Linked DNA regions of Mus musculus: regions 1, 3 and 4 are each linked to region 2. Evidence: chromatin contacts called from public Micro-C and promoter capture Hi-C data. All regions are on one chromosome and are shown on one strand. The core of a region is the stretch at or near the end of the contact, and the rest is flanking DNA. Distances in the headings are between cores, read along the strand shown. Region 1 holds the start of B9d2 (B9 protein domain 2). Region 2 holds the start of Trim28 (tripartite motif-containing 28). Region 3 holds the start of Rps19 (ribosomal protein S19). Region 4 holds the start of Rab4b (RAB4B, member RAS oncogene family).

Evidence for each region. Promoter capture Hi-C pulls out the DNA fragments that hold promoters and counts their contacts. A called contact is a pair of places that touch in the nucleus more often than the background predicts.
Region 1: a contact with region 2 is called in a promoter capture Hi-C map of cranial neural crest. The contact joins the promoter of B9d2 here to the promoter of Trim28 in region 2. A contact is called at or near these places in 3 of 39 promoter capture datasets (the HPC-7 cell line, cranial neural crest and maxillary cranial neural crest) and 1 of 484 Hi-C or Micro-C datasets (B cells).
Region 3: a contact with region 2 is called in a Micro-C map of embryonic stem cells, with 9 times the contacts expected there. The contact joins the promoter of Rps19 here to the promoter of Trim28 in region 2. A contact is called at or near these places in 1 of 39 promoter capture datasets (second pharyngeal arch cranial neural crest) and 1 of 484 Hi-C or Micro-C datasets (embryonic stem cells).
Region 4: a contact with region 2 is called in a promoter capture Hi-C map of cranial neural crest. The contact joins the promoter of Rab4b here to the promoter of Trim28 in region 2. A contact is called at or near these places in 3 of 39 promoter capture datasets (cranial neural crest, hippocampal neurons and maxillary cranial neural crest).

The regions. Positions count from the first base shown.
Region 1 is chr7:25,679,063-25,682,639 of GRCm38.p6, reverse strand. It overlaps B9d2 (B9 protein domain 2), which reads right to left and starts at 1,860. Exons shown (of 4, transcript NM_001362154.1): 1 at 1,662-1,860; 2 at 1,166-1,257. The coding sequence starts at 1,253. It also overlaps a transcript of Tmem91 not described here.
Region 2 is chr7:13,022,711-13,025,838 of GRCm38.p6, reverse strand. Trim28 (tripartite motif-containing 28) reads right to left here and starts at 1,687. Exons shown (of 17, transcript NM_011588.3): 1 at 778-1,687; 2 at 423-535; 3 at 63-195. The coding sequence starts at 1,120. It overlaps Gm31649, which reads left to right and starts at 1,250. Exons shown (of 1, transcript XM_006540453.4): 1 at 1,250-2,131. The coding sequence starts at 1,294. The coding sequence ends at 1,839.
Region 3 is chr7:24,883,187-24,886,785 of GRCm38.p6, reverse strand. It overlaps Rps19 (ribosomal protein S19), which reads right to left and starts at 2,194. Exons shown (of 6, transcript NM_001360119.1): 1 at 2,119-2,194; 2 at 1,580-1,650; 3 at 1,234-1,334. The coding sequence starts at 1,650.
Region 4 is chr7:27,176,947-27,180,139 of GRCm38.p6, reverse strand. Rab4b (RAB4B, member RAS oncogene family) reads left to right here and starts at 1,257. Exons shown (of 8, transcript NM_029391.2): 1 at 1,257-1,413. The coding sequence starts at 1,398. Mia (melanoma inhibitory activity) reads left to right here. Exons shown (of 4, transcript NM_019394.3): 4 at 306-399. The coding sequence ends at 329.

The sequences.
Region 1 (3,577 bases), core at 611-3,110, about 13 Mb before region 2:
TAGCAAGGATGAACTATGAATTTTTAAAATATTATTCACTTGTTAATCCTCATGACTGCAGCTGGCGATGTGATCCAGAGGCACACGCTCTATGCTCTGCTGATGAGCTGCACTCTCAGCACCAACAGAGAGCCTCCTTTCTTAAGACAAGGTCTCATATAGCCAAGGCTAGCCTCAAACCTCTGTCGTAGCTAAGGATGACCTACGCTCCCCGGGTGACGAGATCCCCAGCATTTTCCTTCCTCTATGCACCCCACATTCAGAAGCCTCCGTCAAAGACCAAGAAGAGACTGGGCACCATCTGCGAGCACATCACAACCCCAGTGAGGAGCAAGGAGAAGCAGTGCCCACATACTGAGCACTACACCCCAGATGCTCTGCTAAACGCTCTGGGCAATGCCTTCACCTTATCTGCTCTCTGGGATTCTAACTGCCCCCTCCCAACACACACACACACACACACACACACACACACACACACACACACACACACGAAGCTTTCAGACTCCTCACTGTTGCCACGAAGGCCCATGTGTGACCTGGATCCTGTCACTCATCTGCCACTGCCGCTCCCCACCCTCAAGCCTCACTGGTCCCATCCTGTTCCCTTGCCTCAAGGCCTTGGCAGCGGCTGTTCCTTTTGCCCTGAAACGTCTGCTACTGGGTGCCCATTTCCGGCTGTTTTCCTCCTGCCCCCCAATTCAAGTGCCACTTGCACAGAAAGGCTTTCTCTGATCTCAGACCTCCACATCCCAAATCAGCCCCCAGCACATCACTTTCTTTTTTTCCCTAGAACTTACAATAATCTTGTATATATTTTGTGCTCTTTTCTTTGAGACAGGGCCCCAAACTTGTAATAGAAGGCTTCCTAGGTGCTGGAATTACAGATATGCATAAGCACACCTAGTTTGTCTACTGGCCTGAGGACAGGAAGTGTGTGTGTGTGTGTGTGTGTGTGTGTGTGTGTGTGCGCGCGTGTTTTCTATGTCACAGCCCCATATGCTTAGGGGCTATGTTTTCCGATGGTGAGATAACATGAAAGACAAGGATAAAGAGAAGCAAACAGTATGAGTTCATTGGAGAATCGAGGAAGGAACATGGAGACTTAGGCTAGGGGAGGGAGCTGGGTATTGTTTGGGAGATGAACAAGGTGTGAGGAGGATACCTGTGTGGATGCCCCACTTGCAAAAGAGGCTGCTTTCCGAGAAACCGGTGGCCCCTATGATCTGCCCGATCACGTGCACTTCAGCCATGGCTCTAGGAAAGGAAAAATTCAATCACAACCCTGTGAGGTAACTGTATTATTTCCATCTGACAGCTGGGAAAACTGAAGCCTATCACATAAAGAACAGCACTGTGATTCTAAGCTAGTTCCACCAACCCACTGACAATGTGGCCTTCATCACAGATACAAGCCACGTCCCCAGAAAAGCCCAAGAAAAATGGGGAAGTCTCCCAGAGGTGTGGGAACCTGCACCAATAAATAAACCAAGGCTCAGACGCTTAGAAAGCCCCGCCCCAGGGTTGTGGCCCCGCCCACATGTGCAAGGCCCCGCCCCTTCGCGGCAGATCAGCCAAGCTTCAAAAGGCGCATGCGTCTCGTCTCGGGTGTAGGGCCGCTTTACCCTTGCCCGTAGGCGTAGCGCATGCGTCATTCCTACCTCCGCGTACTTGACCGTTAGAAGTGAAAGCTGCCTCGGGGATGGTAGTTCACGGGCTTCTTTGCGGGCGCCGTCGAGACTAGTCTCGCTCCCCTCCCGGGCCCTTCCAGGCGGAGGGAGATCTGAGGTAGATAGATCCGCAGCCTCGCTCTCCTGGGGTGCCCCGACTGTTGCTGGGGCAACAGCAGGTTCCTCCCCTGAGCCCGCCCTGCGTGCTGATGATTGGTGCTATAGCTGCCCTCTGGGGGGCGGGGCGTAGTCGTGATGGACGCGGTCATTCGGGACTTTTTTGCGAGAATTGCATAGGTCTTGCTCCTGCGACGCCTTACGCCCCAGAGTGGGAGGCCTGGCGGGTTATCTCTATCAGCAGTTGAGGAAGTTAGAACGCCAACTGTTTCCTCTCCATATCTTCTTCACGCAATAAGCAAATCTATTGATGCTCTTTGCTTCCTCAAAACAAAACACCTTTCCTGTTCAGGATCACAGCCAGAATGGAGCCAGCCGACACTAAACGGGCACCTAAAGGGACTCCCATAGTAGTCATCTCTATGTTGTAGCTGGAGGGGAAAAAAGGACCTCCATATTCTGACACTAGAGAAATTGGGAAGTGGGTTTCTCTTCAGTTTTCAGAGCTTCCTCAGATTTCTCAAGGACTGAGAAGTCCAAGTTCTTTCTCAGAGTCACTGCAAAGTTCATTCTAGCAGCTGGTTTTGAACAAACAGGTTGGAGTAAAGATAAATGAGGAAGACGGGGCTGGAGAGATGGTGCAACAAGAGCGCTTGCCTCACTTCCAGAGAACTGGAGTTCGGTTCCCAGCATTCTGTAACTCCAGCTCCAACTCTGCCCTCTTCTGGCGTCCCAGAGGACACTTCCCACCCTCAACCCCTGCCCCGCGCACAGGTGGCATACACAAATAATAAAAATAAATCCTACAAAAGGAAGGAAGAAGCCCCTTTGGCAGGAAGTCAGGGAAGAAAGCCTCTCTCCTTTATATATATATATTTTTTTCCCAAGTCGGAAACAAATTTTAAAAATTTTATGATGAGTATTGTGGCTCATGAGAGACTGAGGCAGGAGGAATGCTGCAAATTTAAAGCCAGCCTGGGCTATTAAGTGAGTTCCAGGCCAATCCCCCTTAAACAAACAAACTAAAACTAAAACAAGAACTTAAGTCGTGTGTGTGTGTGTGTGTGTGTGTGTGGTGTGTTCAGGTGTATGGGTGGTTGTTTGTATGGTGCATATGTAGAGGCCAGAAGATAGCTCGTCTGTGTGGTGTGTGTGTGTGTGTGTGTGTGTGTGTGTGTGTGTGTGTGGTGTGTTCAGGTGTATGGGTGGTTGTTTGTATGGTGCATATGTAGAGGCCAGAAGCTAGCTCACCAACCTCCAAGGTTGTCCCTAGAAGCTATCCACTTTTTTTTCCTTCCAATTTTCAGGATATGTGTTACCAACACTAACACCACTGTTTTTGTGTGCTTGCTTTTTAAACATCTGTTGTTTGCACTGGTGTTTTTCACGTATATCTGAGCACCAGGTGCATGCAGTGCCTGCCAAGGCTACAGGAGAGTATCTGGCGTTCTGGAGAGTGCATTGCAGGCAGTAGTGACCACCCAGGACACACGGTAAGAATGGAACTTGAGACCTATGCGAGAGCACACTATGCTCTTGCCAACTGAGCCATTTCTCCAGGCCATACAGTATTTGTTGTATTGACTTATTTAATTCAGTAATTCTGTCATGCAGGCTCATCCACATTGTAAGTGTGTGTCCGAATTTCCCTCCTTTGGAGTGTCACAGTGCATTCAGTGTAACTAGAGCCCACACTTTATTCAGGTATTCACTGGAAATGGGAGTCTAGAACCACGTGGTTGCCATGGTGTTCTCCATGGCAGCTGGAATAGGGCTTCACACCTTGCTTT
Region 2 (3,128 bases), core at 438-2,937:
CAAGTATGCATTTTAGTCAACCAAGACAGAGGCAGTTCCAACAGCCTACAAATCCAACATACCTGTGGAGCGCACAGTGTGGTCCTTGGTGTATTTCACCCGCTGGTGAGCCTCCACACAGGTCTCACAAAGTGGTTCAGAGCACTCCACACAATAGCTAGTGGCTGGGGCATTATCTTCACAGCTAGTGCAGCACTGTGAGTGATAGAAAGGTGGGGGGTTAGAACAGGCAGACCTAACCCAGCAGACCTGTATTTACTTGCCAGTAAACACAAGCTAAAATTCATACAATGCACTCAAATCTGTGCCGCCCTCCCAGACACTGAGACCGCATAAGGATACAATCCAAACTAGTGAAGATGGTGAGAGGCTCTGGAAAAGGTCACGCTTCCCTCTTCCCCAAGATTTCCCACAGGACATACCTGGTTAGCATCCTGGGAATCAGAAGAGGCCTTACTGCCACTATCACGCATAAAATAATTCTCCACGATGTCTTTGGAGTAGCACTGCTGTTTGCACACTGGACAATCCACCACTGCCAAGATAAAAATGGGAATGCATGCACACCCTCTGATTTCTTGACATCTCCCATCACATTCTGCACCTCGGTGTCCAGACCTGGTAACGGGCATTGGCAGAGGCCAGGACCCGTTCCCCGCCCCCTCTTAAACCAGCAGGCCTACTTAACCCTACCCGGGCCCCCATACTCTCGCACAGGCGCAGTCCCGAGCACGGGCTGCGAGGAGGGGGAGGGGCACCTGGCCACCCAGTACTCACTAGCGCCGTCGCCCGCCGAGCCGCCATCCCCCGAATTATTCGCTGCGGCGGGTGTAGCGGGGCCCAGGCAGGCACTGCAGGCCGAATGTAGACAGGGCAGCAGCCGAGGATCCCGCTCGGGCCGCAGGCGCTCGCGACACACGCCGCAGTGCTCCAGAAGCTCCTGCGCCTCGCCACCGCCCCCCGCAGGGGACGACGCGGCTGCAGAGGCCGCCGCGGCTGAGGAAGCAGCCGGACGCTTCTCACCGCCCGCCGAGCCCTCGCCCGACCCTGGGCTACCAGAGGCCGCCGAGGCGGCCGTCGCGGCCGAGGCCGCTGCAGTCGCTGCCGCCGAGGCCGCCATTCACACGCCGCCGGGGGGGTGGGGGGGCCGCCCAGGGGAGGAGGGGCACGGAGCCCGCTGCGCAGGCGCAAGTGCGCTCGCCGCCAACGGCCAGGCAGCCGCCGATGCCGCGAGGCCGAGCGCCGCCACGCGTCTCCTGGGCCGACGCCCGCCGCGCCCCAGGCGCTGTCGAGATGCGGCCAAGCCGCTGGCTGCGGGCCTCTGTACAGACGACGGCGCCGCCACCAGCGCCGCCTCCTCCCTCGCTTCTGAGACACTCGCGCCGCAAGACTTGCGAACAACCGCCTGACCGCGCGCCGCTCGCAGAAAGAGCCGCGGCCTGGAGGCGGGACAGAAATATCTGGCGCCGACGACGCCGCGCACGCGCGTTGGGCACCGCAGCCTGGGGGCGGGGCGCAGATTACGCACGCGCCAGGGCCCTCCCTTCCACTCGCTGCCGCCCCTCTAGATCCAGAGTAGCAATGCTGCTGGTGAGGAATTCACCCGCAGAGTGCGTGCTTGACGTCTCCCATGCCCACCGCACGGTGCACCCAGGCTGGCAACCCGCGTGCTTGAGCGCGCAGGTCCTGCAGAGCCGAACCTTAGGCCCCGCCTCCTCAGCAGGCGTGGCGACGTCTGCAGCGGCAGCCTGGCCTATAGTCGGGGAAGAGGGGCGGGACAATACAGGGTGGGCGGGGCCACGGCAGAGCAAAGCGCCGGAGCCCAGGTGGAGGGGGTGAGGGGGTCTTTGCCAGGAAGTTCCCGCCGAACGTGGAGGCGGTCTTAACCCAAACTTTCTTATTGTTAAACTCGGGAAGCAGAAAGTTGTCCAAGTCAAACCGCAGATCACAGAGAGATACTGCGAAGCCATTCTGTAAAACTCTGCCCAGTCCTTCGAAAGCCCCTTCTGTGTTAGTCCTCTGCTATACTGATTTTAGTGTGATTTCTTTTTTCTTTTTTTTTGTGTGTGTGTTAGGAGAACTGAACATTTAACGCTAAGGAATTAAAGTTGGATCTGATTGATAAATCTTATCTGAGGGAGAAATAAGACCTGGGGAGGAATCTTGACTGAGGAGCTGGACCTAGGTTGAAGAATCTGATCTAAGGTAGAGGATAGCAGGATCAAGTGCGGCTAAGCGTTTCATCTCAGAAGCAGGATCAATGTGAAAAGGCAACCTGTCCCCCTTCCCAAACACTGCCGTGCTGAGAGTGGATGCCTCTGCAGCCTTGCAGTGCACTGGCAATCCGTTCGCCAGTCTGGATCTGGGCTACAGTGAGTTGTTGCCCGCAAGCAGTTCCAAGGCTCTCAACGGCAAGAGGCTACCCCTTCCGCGCGGAACCAGGTGTTCACCCACGTGGCAGCGGAGAGACGAGGAGTATCCCGCCACTGTCCCGGGTGTGGCCTTTGTTCCCAATCAGGCTGGGGGCCCAAGGCTTTGCCCCGCCCCAGCCTTTGTTCCTTCCTCGGCAGTTCAGCGCTCACCCTTCGGCGGGCCACGCCCCCACCAGACCCAGCCTCTGGACTCTCACTTCCTACCTCAAGAAAGGAGGGTATGATCTGGAAGCTGGCAAAGCAAGCACGGGGTTGGGGGGCGGGGGGAGTGCGGGCTCCCCGTAGAAATATTTGCGGAGTATTTTCACGGACTGCTGGGACTGGACTCACCAGGATAGGGTGCCTGTGAACCACGCCTACCTCAACCCCGGGAGCAGACTTTAGGGTACCAGAGACACAAGGGCAAAGTAAATAAGTGATGGGGCCTGGGAATTTGAATGGGTGGCAGACCGCTTGCTTGCCTAGGCTGTACGAAGCTGTATCCCCACCACACCAGAACCACGGCAAGGGGTGGGAAAGAGCGGTGATGGAGGCCTGTGAGACGGCTCAGGAACACTTGCCACCAAGCCTGACCACATGAGTTTAATCACCAAGACCCCAAAGTACAAGGAAAGAACCAACTCCCTCAGATTGTCCTGACTTCATGCTCAGTCTGAGGCACGTGTGCGCATTCACTACACATGCGATTTAATTTTT
Region 3 (3,599 bases), core at 945-3,444, about 12 Mb before region 2:
GCCTATCTTCGAAGAAAGTAATGCCACCTCTGTACCCCCCTTTTCAGTGTTATGACAAACGGCTACAATTTGGTAAGAGCCTGAGCTTTTTGATCAAACCAGACAGGAACCCATTAGACCCCAGAATGCTGGGGTCTTCCTGTAGCTCAGCCCAGCCCCCTCAGCATTGCCTTGGTCTCTCAAATTCTGGGAATACAAGCTCACACCAGCAGGTCTGGCCCCAAACTGCTTCTGCTCCAGAAGTGCTGGAATCAAAGGCAAAAGGCACCTGGCTCGATTCCATTTCTTGCTAACCCCATCCTGCTTGGGACACAGCTCAGTGTCTGGCGGGCCCTGGATATGGCAGCCTCCCCCCACAGCAGCTGTGGAAACTAGACAACCAACCCTGTCCACAGCAAGTACACCACTCTACCCAGAGAAACCCAACAGTCTTCCTCTCGCAACTCCACAGCCGCCCTAACCTACCACCTGAAGCACTGTCAACACCACTGCACGCTTGCTTCCAAGAGGGGGTGTGAGGTGCACACCTCAGCTAGGCCTCACCACCCTTCCCTACATCACCCTCCTTAAAAACGTGCTGGCAGGTGGAAGCACCGACCTTTTCCCACACTGTGGAATTGACCTTTTGGTTTTCAGAGGCTGTGTTGAGTCATGGTGGTCCCTGTGCCCATGCCAAAGCCTGAAACAAAGTGGATCCCGTGGACATTTAATATTAACTTATAAACTGCTTCACGGTCTTAAGCGAAGAGGAACTTACTTCCCACGACCAGGGGAATTCTCAGGCAGGGCCCCCCCCTAGCAAAGGCCTGGCCATGAACTGCAACCCTGGCACTACCCAGCAGAAAGAATCCTGCTCCCCTAAAGACTAGAGACAACAGGATGCACAAAGCACCCAGGCAGGATCCAGAGAGACCAGAGGGGCACCCCAAAGTTTTCTTTGGGCACCAGATCTGTAAGTTTCCTTTATAACAGGAGTGGCACTCCCGACCACTCAACCAAACAGGAGTTGACAGTTGTTCAAATCTAAATGCTATAACCGTGGACACAGAAAGCTGTTAAGACTCTCAAGTAAGCAAAATATGGACACTCATTTGCCCTCAGATTTCCTTTCTAGTTTAAAGCTACAGCTATTCAATAATGAGGTCTGTCTCCTGGTGTAGATGGGAGGGGAAGACAGGGTCCCTGCCTGGGGTCGCCCAGGTTCCCACTCCCAGCCAAAGCCTCAGTTCTTACCAGCTCGTGTGTAGAACCAGTTCTCATCATATGGGGCAAGCTCTTTATGTTTGGCCAGCTTGACTGTGTCCACCCATTCGGGGACTTTCAGCTTCCCGGACCTAGAACCAAGAGAATTGAGAAAAAGCACACTTCAAAAATTTCCAAAGATGACTTCAGATCTACTAACCTTTAGCAAGTTAACAAGGTTGGGGGAAAAAAAAAGCAAGAACGAACAGGTTAAAAAGGAAGCATGGTCACCGTAGGCCCAATTCAGAAAAGACCCCCAGCAAGTGGCCAGAGGGATTAATGACACATTGGGGTCACAGCGCACAGGGGTCAGGCCTCAGTTCCAACAAACACTTACTTTTTGAGGAAGGCTGCCAGAGCTCTGACGAACTCCTGCTGGTTAACGTCTTTTACAGTAACTCCGGGCATCTGAGGAAGGGACAAGCATGCCGAGGTCAGGCTTGGTGCAAACCCCTGACGTGGGTCCAGGTCAACACCAACCCTGCTCGTCGCCAGTCCACCCCAAAGCCTCAGCATCCACCCAGCCTCATGTCCCTGCAACTCGGCTCCTGCAGGTCCAACAGAGTTGCCGGGTGCACACGCCACGCGGATCGCAGCACCGCGGCGTGGTGACCGCGTGGGAGAGCCCTCCACACCCCGCTCCCTCAAGCCCACGTTCCGGGCGTCCCACTCACCCCTCCGCTGCCCACCTAACCCTCCGGGCTCCCGGATTGCGGCGATCAGGCATGTCCGGGCCTGCCGCTCGCACGTGGCCGCGGCTCCAGAGGGCGGAGCGACCCCGCGCCGGGCTTCCCGCGGTCCCGGCACGAGCTCTTGGGGCCAGAAAGCCCGGCCCCGTGGCCCCGCGCACAGCCGCGACCCAGAGCCCTCACTCACCGTGCGGCCTCCGCGCTGCCAGCCAGGGGAAAGGGAACGACGGGGTTTCCCGGGCGCACAAGTCGGGCGTCGAGTCTCGCGAGATTTCGGAGTGCTCGCGAGAGCGGCTAAACCAGAGGGCTCCGCCTTTCTGAGGGCGAATATGGCTTCATCTCCACCCAAAATGGGCGGGTCTGTAAGAGGAAGGGGTGGAGAAGCCAAGAGAAGGGACTCGGGAGGAGGATAAGGGATCTGGTTCCTCTTTCCGTTTCCTTGGGCGTGACCGGAGCGAGCTGGGGGAGTCGGCCTTCATTTGAGCCTTGTGTGTCTGGCGGGAACAAGGAGGCGGAAACTTTTGAGGGCGGAAGTGCGGGCGAAGTTGAGCGCGCACGAAAGGAAGGCGGGATTCAGCGCAAGACCCTGCTTCCTGGCCGGAAATGGGAATAGTTACGGGCGGAACCGTGACAGGCAATCCAGGGAAAAGGCACTATGACATGTGGCCACCACCACCTTTTGTGCTAGCATTAGCATTCGCGAGACCAAGAGATACACGGAAGCCCCACCCTTCTTTGGGCGGAAGTTGCTTCAGCTCCATTGACGCTCGCGGAGAGGAAAGAAGGCGTTGGGAGCGGGGAGGAGATTAGGGCGGGGACAAAGGGGTAGAGGCGGGCCCTTGGTGGAGGTTCAGCTCCGCCATCTAGTGCCGGAGTCTGGTTGTTCAGACCGTTAGTCTCCTCGTTTGCCTCTTCTGAGTCATCCAAGCTGACCTGTGCAACTTTATTATATCTGTACCTACCCACCCACCTACCTGCCTATCGTTTGTTGTTTTGAGACAGGATTATCATTAATTTATTTAGCCAAGACTGGCCTGGGACTTTTTATCTAAGGCTGGCTTTGAACTCATGATCCCCCAGCTTAATGCTACGGGAGTGTGTCACTACGCCAGGCTCTCAGTACCTCCCACTCCCACCCCGCAGCGCAGCGCATAAAATATTTGAGGTTGTGTTGCATCCAGACAAATATTATTTAAGATAGAAAAGAGAGGAGGGGCCGGGCGTGGTGGCGCACGCCTTTAATCCCAGCACTCAGGAGGCAGAGGCAGGCGGATTTCTGAGTTCGAGGCCAGCCTGGTCTACAGAGTGAGTTCCAGGACAGTCAGGGCTACACAGAGAAACCCTGTCTCGACCCCCCCCCCCCCAAAAAAAAAAAAGAAACGAGGGGCATTGTGATGGTTCGCTCACTAGGTAGAAGTTCTCCCATACGAGCCTGATTGACCTGATACGATTCTTTGAACCCATCACGGTATAAGAACTAACTACAGAGTTTTGTCCTCTGACTGCCACAGGTGCGTCTCAGAGAAGGGTGTATGTTCACATATCGCACCCTCTTTATACACATACTAAGACTTAAAATTAGAAAAAAATATTAAAAAGAAATGAATTATCAATACATAAGTGAAAAGTTAAGCCAGTTTGAGGGGCCGGAGAGACAGATGGCTCAGC
Region 4 (3,193 bases), core at 8-2,507, about 14 Mb before region 2:
AGGATGATAGTTCCTTTATTTGCTTACCTGTTTATGAGAAGTAATTATTTTTGTTGTTGGTATGTACCCAAGCTGGCCTCAAAATCACTAGCCTCCAGTTTCAGCCTCCTGAGGGCTGCTGAGTTTACAGGCCCTGCCCAGTGCTGAGTGATCTCTAATTGGGAAATGGCAGAGGGTGCAGTACTGGAAGCTAATGTGTTCATTTCTGGGTGATCAAACCTAGTCCTTGCAGCTATAACTTTGTTAGAACCACTAGGCGCATTGCAATGTCATCACTGGTTGGTTTTCTATCTACTCTTTTTCAGCAATGGGATTTCTACTGCCAGTGAGCTCAGCCTACCGCTATCCCTGCAGTTACCCTTCCGGCTCTATGCAAATACAGCAGCCAATGGCAAACTATTTGTCTCTTTGGTTTTTGGGGTTGGGTGGGTATGTGCAAAGAATGTTTCACGGGTTTCTGAATATAGCCAATTAATGCCCTGAATGTTGTAACGTCAGTGGCTACTAGGCAGAATTTCACTTTGCAAGCCCTTTGCTCCAAGGTAAGGTTTGGGACCCCCAAGCAAGGGGGTAAACAGTACAATATATGTACGCTTTCCTCTCTTTTAAAGGGAGTTGAATCATTGGTATGAGCCAATAGATCCCGAGAAGCGCATAGAACGTACAGTTTTTTTGTTTTGTCTTTGTTTTGAGGGTTTCTCTATGTAGGCCCTGACTGTTCTGAAACTCACTATGTAGACCAGGTTGGCCTTGAACTCAGCGATACATCTGCCTCTGCTTCCTGAGTACTGGGGTTGAAAGCATGCGCGACCCCAGAGCCCGACCAACAGAGGTTTTTCTTGTAGATAGGGATAAATGTGCGCGTGTCCTCAGCTTTCCTCTTTCCGGTCTATGGGGTTAGAAATTACACTCAGCAGCCTGAGATCCATTCTTCCAACTCTGTCCATCCTGCCCTTGCTCCTTCTTGGCATTCTTGTCCCCGCCCCGTGCCTACGTATAACCAATACGGAGTCTAGTCTCTGCTCCCCGATATTTGACCAAATCCGTTCCACCGCTAGGGCAGCATCTCTGCCTCCGCCCTCTCCCACTTGCTCCACCAATCGCTCTTCTATGTCACGCCCCTTTTGACTCGGCCCCTCTCATGCCACCAATCCGCGCCGCTTATCCCGCCCACTGCCTCCTGAATCCACCAATCACTGCGTTGGGCGAGCGTGGCCTGGTATCCGCAGCTCCGGAGGCTCGCGCGGGAGGGGGGGGGGCGGTGAAGGCGGAAGTGGCGGCGCCGGGTCCAGAAGTGGAAAGGAGCTGAGGCTGCAGCCCGAGTGGAGCGGCTGCCAGCCGAGGAACAGGCGCGGCTGCGGCGCCATATTGCGGCCCTCAGCGGTCGCCACTGAGCCATGGCCGAGACCTACGGTGAGGCTGATGGGCCGAAGCAGGGGGGGCTGGGCCCGTAGTGGATGTGGATGTGGAAGTGGGGCGGGGCTTTCTGGTCAGGTGGGCGGGGTCTGCCCGGATACGGGGCAGGGCTAAGTGGGTCTGGGGCTGAGCTAATCGATTTGGGTGGAGCTTGAAGAGGCCGCTGTACGGGTTAAAAAGATCTAGGGCGGGATTTAAGGGACCTAGTCTTGGTAGATTAGGGTAGGGGGTAGGCCTTGAAGAGGGAAGCAAGCCTTCCTGGGCGGAGCATGAGTGGATAGGGCGGGGCTGACGGTGACCAGCAAGGGTCAGGTTTTATGGACTACAGAGAGAGCCTCACAGATGCTGTGCACCCTGCACACTCTGTGGGCTGATCTGGTTTGAGAGGGCTGGAGTGATGTTCTTGAGTTATAGATTTGAAACTTAGCGTCAAGAAATGCGGCATAAGTTTAAGGATAGAGGCCAGGGGTTCTGGACAGAGGATGGGGAGACAAGGTTCAGAGTTAGGCAATCAGTATGGATGTACAGTGTCAGGTGGGTAGAGGTAGGTTGGAAGGCAGTAGAAATCTCTGACGACAATCAGAGACAGCTCCATTCATTGAACACTCATAGAAAAGCCACAGAATCTGGTGCACACTTACCAGAGGAGGTAACCAGTTTAGGACATAGGCCCAACGTCAGAGGCCTTGACAGAGTGAATGAGTGAGAGGGGGTAGGAGGTGAAGTGAAGAGGAATGGAGGTCAGATTTAATTCTTGTTGAAATGGCTTTTGAAATGCATCAGGTAAGGTCTTGCATTGTGGAGACCTTTAGTTTGGGTTTGTAGCTTAGCTGTGCCTAGCTGTGTAGTCTTGCTTTCGTCAGTTAACCTCTCTGGCCTCATTTTCCTAGTCTGGAAAGTAGAAGTCCTTAGTATACTTCCTTCTTTCCTTTTTAAATATTTATTTAATGTATATGAGTACATTGTAGCCGTATTCAGAGCCACCAGAAGAGGGCATTGGATCCCATTATAGATGGTTGTAAGCCACCATGAGGTTGCTGGGAATTGAATTCAGGACCTCTGGAAGAGCAGTCATTGCTCTCAACTGCTGAGCCATCTCTTGAGCTGTATAATTTTATCTTTAGAGCTTTATTTATGATTAAATGAGTCTTTAGGACTGTGATGGGCATGTATATGGTAAACACTATATAAAAATAATTTTGTGTGCTATAACCCTCTCATTTGGGAAACCGAGGCAGGAAGACTGCTTCAAGTTAGAGGTCAGCCTGGACTACAGAGTAATACTCTTTTTCTTTTCTTTCTTTCTTTCTTTCTTTTTTTTTTTAAGACAGGGTTTCTCTGTGCAGTCCTGGCTGTCTTGGAATTCACTCTGTAGACCAGGCTGACCTCGAACTCAGAAATCCACCTGCCTCTGCCTCCCAAGTGCTGGGATTAAAGGCGTGCGCCACCACTGCCTGGCCAAAGTAATACTCTTAAAATAAGAAAAAGAGAAAGAAAGAAAAGTGCAGTGTGCTGGCACTTCCAGCAGTGGGTAGGCTGGGGCAGCAGGATTGCAGTTCAAGACCAGATAGTGAGTCCCTGAGTAGGAAAAAGACAGACAGACAGACAGACAGCAGTGGGTAGGCTGGGGCAGCAGGATTGCAGTTCAAGACCAGATAGTGAGTCCCTGAGTAGGAAAAAGACAGACAGACAGACAGACAGACAGGAAGGAAGGAAGAAAGTAGAGGATGGCAGCACAGTCTTTTAGAGGCTGAGGTAGGAGGAGTGCTTGGAGTTT